Regions from separate parts of the Sus scrofa genome. Here region 2 is linked to region 1. The links are chromatin contacts, called in public Hi-C maps. All regions are on one chromosome and are shown on one strand. Each heading gives the region's core, a stretch centred on a gene start, on an enhancer-like site or on the middle of the called end of the contact. The rest is flanking DNA. Distances are from core to core; before and after follow the strand shown.

Evidence for each region. Hi-C and Micro-C count contacts between places; a contact is called where the count stands out from the background.
Region 2: a contact with region 1 is called in a Hi-C map of skeletal muscle, with 7 times the contacts expected there. The contact joins two enhancer-like sites. A contact is called at or near these places in 2 of 47 Hi-C or Micro-C datasets (mesenchymal stem cells and skeletal muscle) and 2 of 2 datasets of contacts at active chromatin or transcription factors (alveolar macrophages and skeletal muscle).

The regions. Positions count from the first base shown.
Region 1 is chr8:19,850,522-19,854,213 of Sscrofa11.1, reverse strand. No RefSeq gene overlaps it. Among named protein-coding and RNA genes, the nearest start is that of RBPJ, 81 kb to the left of the region's middle. Within about 2 kb of position 1,318, at least 6 of the 83 cell types and tissues checked have an H3K27ac peak or open chromatin away from gene starts, as enhancers often do. A contact at or near this core is called in skeletal muscle, where this site is marked.
Region 2 is chr8:19,971,917-19,975,624 of Sscrofa11.1, reverse strand. The region is part of intron 1 of RBPJ (recombining binding protein suppressor of hairless); the gene reads right to left. Among named protein-coding and RNA genes, the nearest start is that of RBPJ, 41 kb to the right of the region's middle. Within about 2 kb of position 2,319, at least 15 of the 83 cell types and tissues checked have an H3K27ac peak or open chromatin away from gene starts, as enhancers often do. A contact at or near this core is called in skeletal muscle, where this site is marked.

The DNA of each region.
Region 1 (3,692 bases), core at 69-2,568:
CCTCTCCCAGGAGTGGGAGGGCTCTTTCTCTCTTCCTTCTCTGTCCATCTGTCCTGCTTTTATCCTTTTACCCCTTTATCTTCCTTTTATTCCACTTTATGGTATTTGCCTTCCTTTTCCTGAGGCAAAACATGAAGAAGGGCTGCAGGAAGAGAAAGGAGACAATCAACAGGGAGAAATACAGTCTCAAGGTTTTCCAAAACATTATCGCTTCCTATACTCATCTTGGAATTTTTTCATTAATCACCGTAGCAGATTGCATGGTGCCCACACCCCCCAAACATATGTTTGGATCCCAGCTCCTGGTACCTTTGAATGTGACCTAAGTTGGAAAAGGGTCATTGCAGATGTAATTAAGTGAAGGATCTCAAGACGCAATCATCCTAGTAGTTCCTGCTGTGGCAGAGTGGGTTAAGAATCCAACTGCAGGAGTTCCGGTCATGGTGCTCTGGAAACGAATCTGACTAGGAACCATGAGGTTGCAGGATCGATCCCTGGCCTGGCTCAGTAGGTTAAGGATCTGGCATTGCCATGAGCTGTGGTATAGGTGTCAGACACTGCTTGGATCCTGCGTTGCTGTGGCCGTGGTGTTGTCTGGCAGCAATAGCTCCAATTCAACCCCTCGCCTGGGAACCTCCATATGCCACAAGTGCAGCTCCTAAAAAGAAGAAAAAAAAAAAAAAAAAAGAATCCAACTGCAGTGGTTCAGGTCACTGTGGAGGCTCAGGTTCGATCCCTGGCCCAGGAATTTCGTTATGCTTGGGTGTGGCCGTAACATGGGGGAGAAAAGATGTGATCATCCTGGATTCCTGGATTGTGCAGGAATCCAGGACAAGCGTCACAGGAGACAATCGGAGAGATGGGCAGAGGCTCTGTGAAGATAGAGACAGCGCCTGGAAGGATGTGGCCACAAGCTGAGGAACATCAAGGCTTTCCTTGGAGTCGCCAGGAGCTGGAAGAGGCAGGAATTCTCCCCTAGAGTCTCCATAGGGAGCACGGTCCTGCCGACACCTTAATTTTGGCTGTTTGACCCCCAGAACAGTGAGGGGACAATGCTCTGCTGCTCTAAGCCATCGAGTTTGGGGTAATTTGCACAGCAGCCCTAGAGACTAATACAGATTGATAATGGGCGTGAAACGCCATTGACATTAAAAGAAGAAAAAAAGGCACAGTGGCTACAGAGGACTCAGCGTACAGGAACTGGAACGGCAGCTATCCCTGTTCTAATGGGAGCCGGCAGCCTGTGCCCCGGGAGACCGAGCTGTCCTGACCTTCTTAGCAAGTTTGCAAATCCCTCCACCTGTTGTCTTTGCTAATGTAGCTATTCTTTCTGTCACGCCTGTGTACACCCGGGATGTTGACAGCGTTCAGAATCACTGTCTCTAGATAGTGATCGTGCAATAAAAATGGCAAACTGATTAGTCAGCCGGAGGAGAAGTCTTTTTCTCATTATAAGCATGATCTAATGCTGTAATCACCTAGTCTGCAGCCGGCAGCCAAGTGCTTGTGGTCAGGCCTCGGCCTTACAACAGGTGAACCCTGTTAAAAGGGATCCTGCTGCATGGCTTCAGCTGTCCTGTAGACCAGTGAAGTCTCATTCCCTGAAACATAATAACCCCATAGAACTCATGTGTCCCCGAGTTTATTACAACCTCCAGGGTCAGCCTTTCAAAAAACATGCAGGGGTTCTCTTGGGGCACAAAGGGTTAAGGATTGGCGTTGTCACTGCAACAGCATGGGTTGGTTCCGTGGCGTGGGTTTGATCCCCAGCCTGGGAACTTCCACATGCCCTGGGCATAGTCCAAAAAAAAAAAGCAAATCAAATAACTCCAGCTTTCAACCCATGAGACTCAAGGAAACCCAAGTCTCTTCCAAGGGCTGTAGACATATTTTGGCAGTTACTTATCATTCTCCATCCAAATGGTGTCCCCCAAATAGACTCAGTACCTTCCTTTACCCCCAAGGCAGTGCTAACATGGGGCTTTCTGGCTTGACTTAAAATTGGATGGAATTTCAGTGCACAGAAGGGGAATTTAAGCTCCAAGCCAGCCGTGACTACACCCGAGATCCTGGACCACCTTTCCGGCCAGGTGGAAGTCCCTACTGGTCTTCCCTGACCTTCCAGTTCCCAACATGTTGCCGAGTTCGGCCCTGTTTCCTCCTCACCTCCACACAGGGCTTCACTTTGACTGTGTCTTTCAATCCCAAGGACAAAAAGCCCCAATATCCTCTTCCCCCCATCTCATCAGAGGAAGCCTCAAATCTGTTAATATTGGAACAGCTCCCCTCTCTTTTACTTTGGTATCCACAGACCTTATGGGTTCCCATGTCTAAACTCCCCCAGTCCAGAATGGAATTTCCTTTTGTACAAATAAAACCCTGATTTGGTGCTCTTCTCTTGTAAGAACGCCTTGCCCCCAACCCCAGACCAATATGAGTTTTCATTTTTAGTAGCCCAAAAGAATTGACAGAAGCTTTGAAATTACAATCCTTCCTTAAAGGCTTTGAAGAGCCCAGATCCAATCCTTAGGCGGGATCAAAGCCCACGTATATGCTGTATTCGCCTCTCTGTACCTCCGGGACAGGGCACGTTTTCCTCCAGCCCCTAGGGAACTTGGTCTTTATAAAGCAGAAGGGACATTTTTTTTTCCATGTACCAGCACTGCATGGCTTGGAAGAAGATTAACTTGTCTGGGAGTTCCCACTATGGTGCAGTGGCTTAATGATCTGGCTTGTCTCTGTGGAGGTGCCAGGTTGATCCCCGGCCACAGCTCTGGCTTGGATTTGATCTCTGGCCTGGGAACTTCCATGTGCCATGAAGTGGCTGAGAAAAAAAAAAAAAAAAAGATTACCTTGTCTGAGCCTCAGACTCGCTAGCTATAAAATAAATTTTTTTTTTTTTTTTTTTTTGCCTTTTTGCCATTTCTTGGACCACTTCCCATGGCATATAGAGGTTCCCAGGCTAGGGGTCAAATCGGAGCTACAGCTGCCAGCCTACGCCAGAGCCACAGCAACTCGGGATCAAAGTCTCGTCTGCAACCTACACCACAGCTCACGGCAACACCGGATCCTTAACCCACTGAGCAAGGGCAGGGATCGAACCCGCAACCTCATGGTTCCTAGTGGGATTCCTTAACCACTGCGCCATGACAGGAACTCCCCTAAAATAAGATTAATAATAGCTTTTGCACAGGGTTATGGTAAGAATATTTAAAGAAAGACCTTAGGAAAACTAGCACGGAGCCTTGTACATAAAAACTATTCAAGAAATCCCAGGCTCTACTTCTTTGTCTCTTGATAGGATTAAGCAATAGTTTGCTTTGCTGTCTTGCATGTATATTGTAATGTGCTTAGTGCTGAGGATGCTGCACATGTTCTAGAAAGAAACTAGTTAACAAAGATACACTCAGCCCCCAAGGGAAGCAAAAATGTCCTGCTTTATTGAACAACCTTTTAGCCATGTCTTTGTACATTCCCGTAATTTAAAATTCATTCCTAGATGTGGAATTGATGGACAGAGCGTGTGTATGTTTTTAGGACTCCTGCTACACATTCCTGAATTGCGCCCCAGAAAAATCTATACCAGTACTGTGTCAAAGCTCCTTTTTCTTGGAATCTTAAGTTTTTCTTAAAATGTATCAATTTGATGAGTGAAAAACACTGTATCTCACTGTGGATGTTGAATTGAATTT
Region 2 (3,708 bases), core at 1,070-3,569, 120 kb before region 1:
GTTGAGCTTGAATCCCAGCCCTGCCATGTGGATTTCATGCCTTGTTCAAATCATCCTTGGTCTTGAAACCCTGGTTTCCTCACCTAATAGGATGGGAATGATCATTTCTGCCCGGCCTGCAGGGCTACTGTGAAGACCGTAGGAGGTAGTGTCTGTGGAAGCTCTTAGCACACTAAGAAGATATGGCCCCTGTTAAAACTCTAAATTTATTTATTTTCTTTTTAGGCTGCACCTTAAAACTCTAATTTTTTTTTTCTTTTTATGGCTGCACCTGACACGTATGGAAGTCCCTGGGCTGGGGGTCAAATCAGAGCTGGAGCTGCCGCCGCAGCCACAGCAACGCCAGGTCCAAATTACATCTGCGACCTACACCAAAGTTTGTGGCAATGCTAGATCCTTAACCCACTGAGCGAGGCCAGGGATAGAACCCGCAACCTCATGGATACGAGTTGGTTCTTAACCCACTGAGCCTCAAAGGAAACTCCCTGAACTTTTTATTTTTTTTAAGGAAAAGATGCCCACCTTGAGATCTAACAAATCTAATTATTATCCCACCCTAGTTTCACATTTTAAAGCTCATCTGTTTGTCGCTGACACCAGCTCCCAGAAGGGGACACCCCTCTAGATCTAGAAGAACCACGAGGAACTGGTTTGCAAAGCACCATCTGCTCACCATTTACTCGCTAAGGTTTTCCATTTCAGAATCAGACGTGGGCCACAGAATCCTCTGCCTTCTCCAAAGGGCTTAGAAAAGGCTCTGTCATTTCCACATTAAAACGGAGGGGTAGAAAGGGAGAGGGCTGCTTGAATGTAAACCTGGAAAAATCTGAATTGATCTACAGAATTCGGCAGGTGGGCAGCCCTGGAGCAGAAAAGCAAACCGTAGTCACCTGTGCAGCTGACATGCCATGGTTTTCAGGAGGGGTACAAAGATTTAAGGGACTTTTATGAAGATATTTAGCATAATCCTCCTTTTAAAAACTACCAGAGTTCAGAGGAAAAAAAATAAGACCCAAAAATGTTTTCTTGGCTATGTTTCTTATAGTGACTGTGAAAACCCATGAAGGAGGAAAACTGGCCAGCAATTTTTTTTGAGGGTATGAAAGCCTCTCATTTTTATAGTTTTGAAAATCCTTGGAGTTTAACTTTGAACTTTAACCAAGAAAAATTATATCTTATAAACAATGGCATTTGTTGATTGGATGGAGGACTAGATCAATATTGGTCTTGGCAACTTGTTTTGGCTGCAGTTGCCTACAGAAATATGCTGCTTGTGGTGTTAAAAAATTATGTCAGTTCCTCACCATGTGCCTCTTTTTCTTGGAGTTTTGCCTGAGCATTAGTTTCCAAAGATACTTCCAGAAGTTAACCTAGAGCCTGGCCTCAGCAGTGAAGGAAGTTACACATAAACTCTCGGAAAGCAGCCGCCACGGTGAGCTTCTGGGAGGAAGAGAGGAAGAAATCTCAAACTTTGGAGAAAGGAGATAACCCAGAGAAGTTCTGAATTCCAGGAGGATGGCCACATTCCTTCCCCCGCTAAAATTTTCACTTAGGCTCATCACACCGAGAGGGGAAACAAACCCCCACACTAAACAAAAATAAATCACTGTTGGTAAGTGCAAACCATTGCTTTGAAAGAAAATAACCATGTTGCAGACGCGCTGGAGCTGTCTACTTTAGAACATCTTAAATCTTTCCATTTTGGGTTGGGGGGAGAGTGGTGGTGGTGGTTGGGATGTTTAAGGAGGGAGGTAGTAAAGGTTTTGGCGTTTTATTTTAGGCTTTCATGTTACCAATTTATTTAGGACATAAGGCGCTATGCCACATGTTTACTTCTGCATATACTTATAAAGAAAATATGCATGTATTGACTCAACTCAGCAGACTGGGTTGGGTTATTTACCCTCATTCTTTGTAACTTTGGTCTGGATTTTCACTTTAAGTGTGATCCATAAAGCCTATGAAAGTGGGGCAACAAGAAAAATTAAATAGGAATCCCACATCATCACCCCCGAGCCTGGCAGCCTCTTTTGCCCTGTGGTCTGCACTGGGTTCTCCTGTCCTGGGAAGAGGGTGGGGTGATGTCTTTTAAGCTGACAGCTGGCAATGAAAAATGGCACAGGGCTGGAGCTGCTATCACGTCCCTGCTCCTTGTGGAGGATCAGTGAGCACCTGCCACTGCCTGGGAAAGACTGAGCCAAGAGCTGTCACTGAATGACCACTCCCACCCCCCCACCCCTGCCCAGGACCTGGTGGCTGACCCCGCCCTGTGCCCCTGAAAGCCAATGGGCGCTCTAGGTCCGCCTAAACCCCACCCCCATCTATCTGCCCTCAGAGACCTCTCCTTTGAGCCACGTGGCCCCTGGCGCCAAGGCGGGGAACCTTGGCTTGTCCCTTTGGGAAGGTGGCCAACTCTGCATTTGCCAGATTCTCATAGTTTTTTGACCCATGTCTGGGTGAAATGAGTGCAGGGGGCAGGATTATTTTCAGCCCAACTCAGGGATGTCGTGCCGGGCAAATACTAAGCCATAAAGCGAGGCTACTGTGAACATTTATTGAGCTCTTACTGTCAACCGTGCATTGTGCTAAACACTTTGCACGCTTTATTTTATTAAGTCATAACAACCGTTTTATGAGAGCAGCGCTATTTTCAAGATGAGAAAAGTGAGGCGGGGCATTTCACAGTCAGTAACAGCGCTGGGACTTCTCCGGGTACGTCTCACTGCGGAGCCTGTCACTTCTAATTTGGACCAACACGCAGCCCACTTTGCTTACATGCCACCTCTTTGCAAGGCCACATCTAAGAGGGTCCCCACCAGTTGCCCTCCCCCCAAAATACACTGGTGACCACACAGATGGCAAGGCTGCACCTACTTGCCCCCGCGGACCCGGCCGGCCGCCTTCCTTTGTGAATCACCTCCAGAACCCTCACAGCTTTACTAACCAGACCACACAGGGAACCCTTCCTAATGTCCCGTCTTCAAAGGTGCGCACTTCTCTCACGAGCATAAGAACCATTTCCTCAGCCAGAGTCAGTATTCCTTGAATGCAAGAACCGTATCTTCTATTACTTCTAAATTAAATAATAATAAATTACTGACTCTTAAGGTCGGAAATAATGCTTAGAGGTCACCTGCCCAATCCAGTCATTTGAAGGAGGTGGAGTGGAGGCCTAGGGAGGTTCAGGAGCATGGCCGAGGCCCCACAGCAAGAGACAGGCAGCCTGAGGACCAGAACCTCTGGCTGCTGACGGTCACGAGCAATAACTCCTCCTCTAGTTGATTTGAACTGACCTATTCAGGTAGTGTGGGGCAGAGAAGAGAGGCCACGAAAGAATTTCCAAAAGGCCAACCTCAGCGATCCCATTCCGGGCGCTGTCACCCCTCCCCCACCCCAAACTACACCTCAACGCGGGTGGTCGGCGATGCTTGTGAAGGAGAGGCGCCCCCTCCCCGGGGCGGTGCCTTAGAAGAAAAGTCAACGAAGCATCTTCCCTGGGGTGAAGCATCTTCCCACAGGCTCTGAGGACACAGCCGTGGGCCTGATCTAGCCCCTTTCCAAGCCCCTCGTGCAGCCAGACGCTCCCCAGTTCAGCTTCCATCTGCCAGCTGACTCAGCTCCGGTAAACATTCCCGGGCAAGAAACACTCACCGCACCCCAGGAGTGCTCCCCGCGGGGCTCCTGCCTGGCAGCCCAGCGCCCTGGATG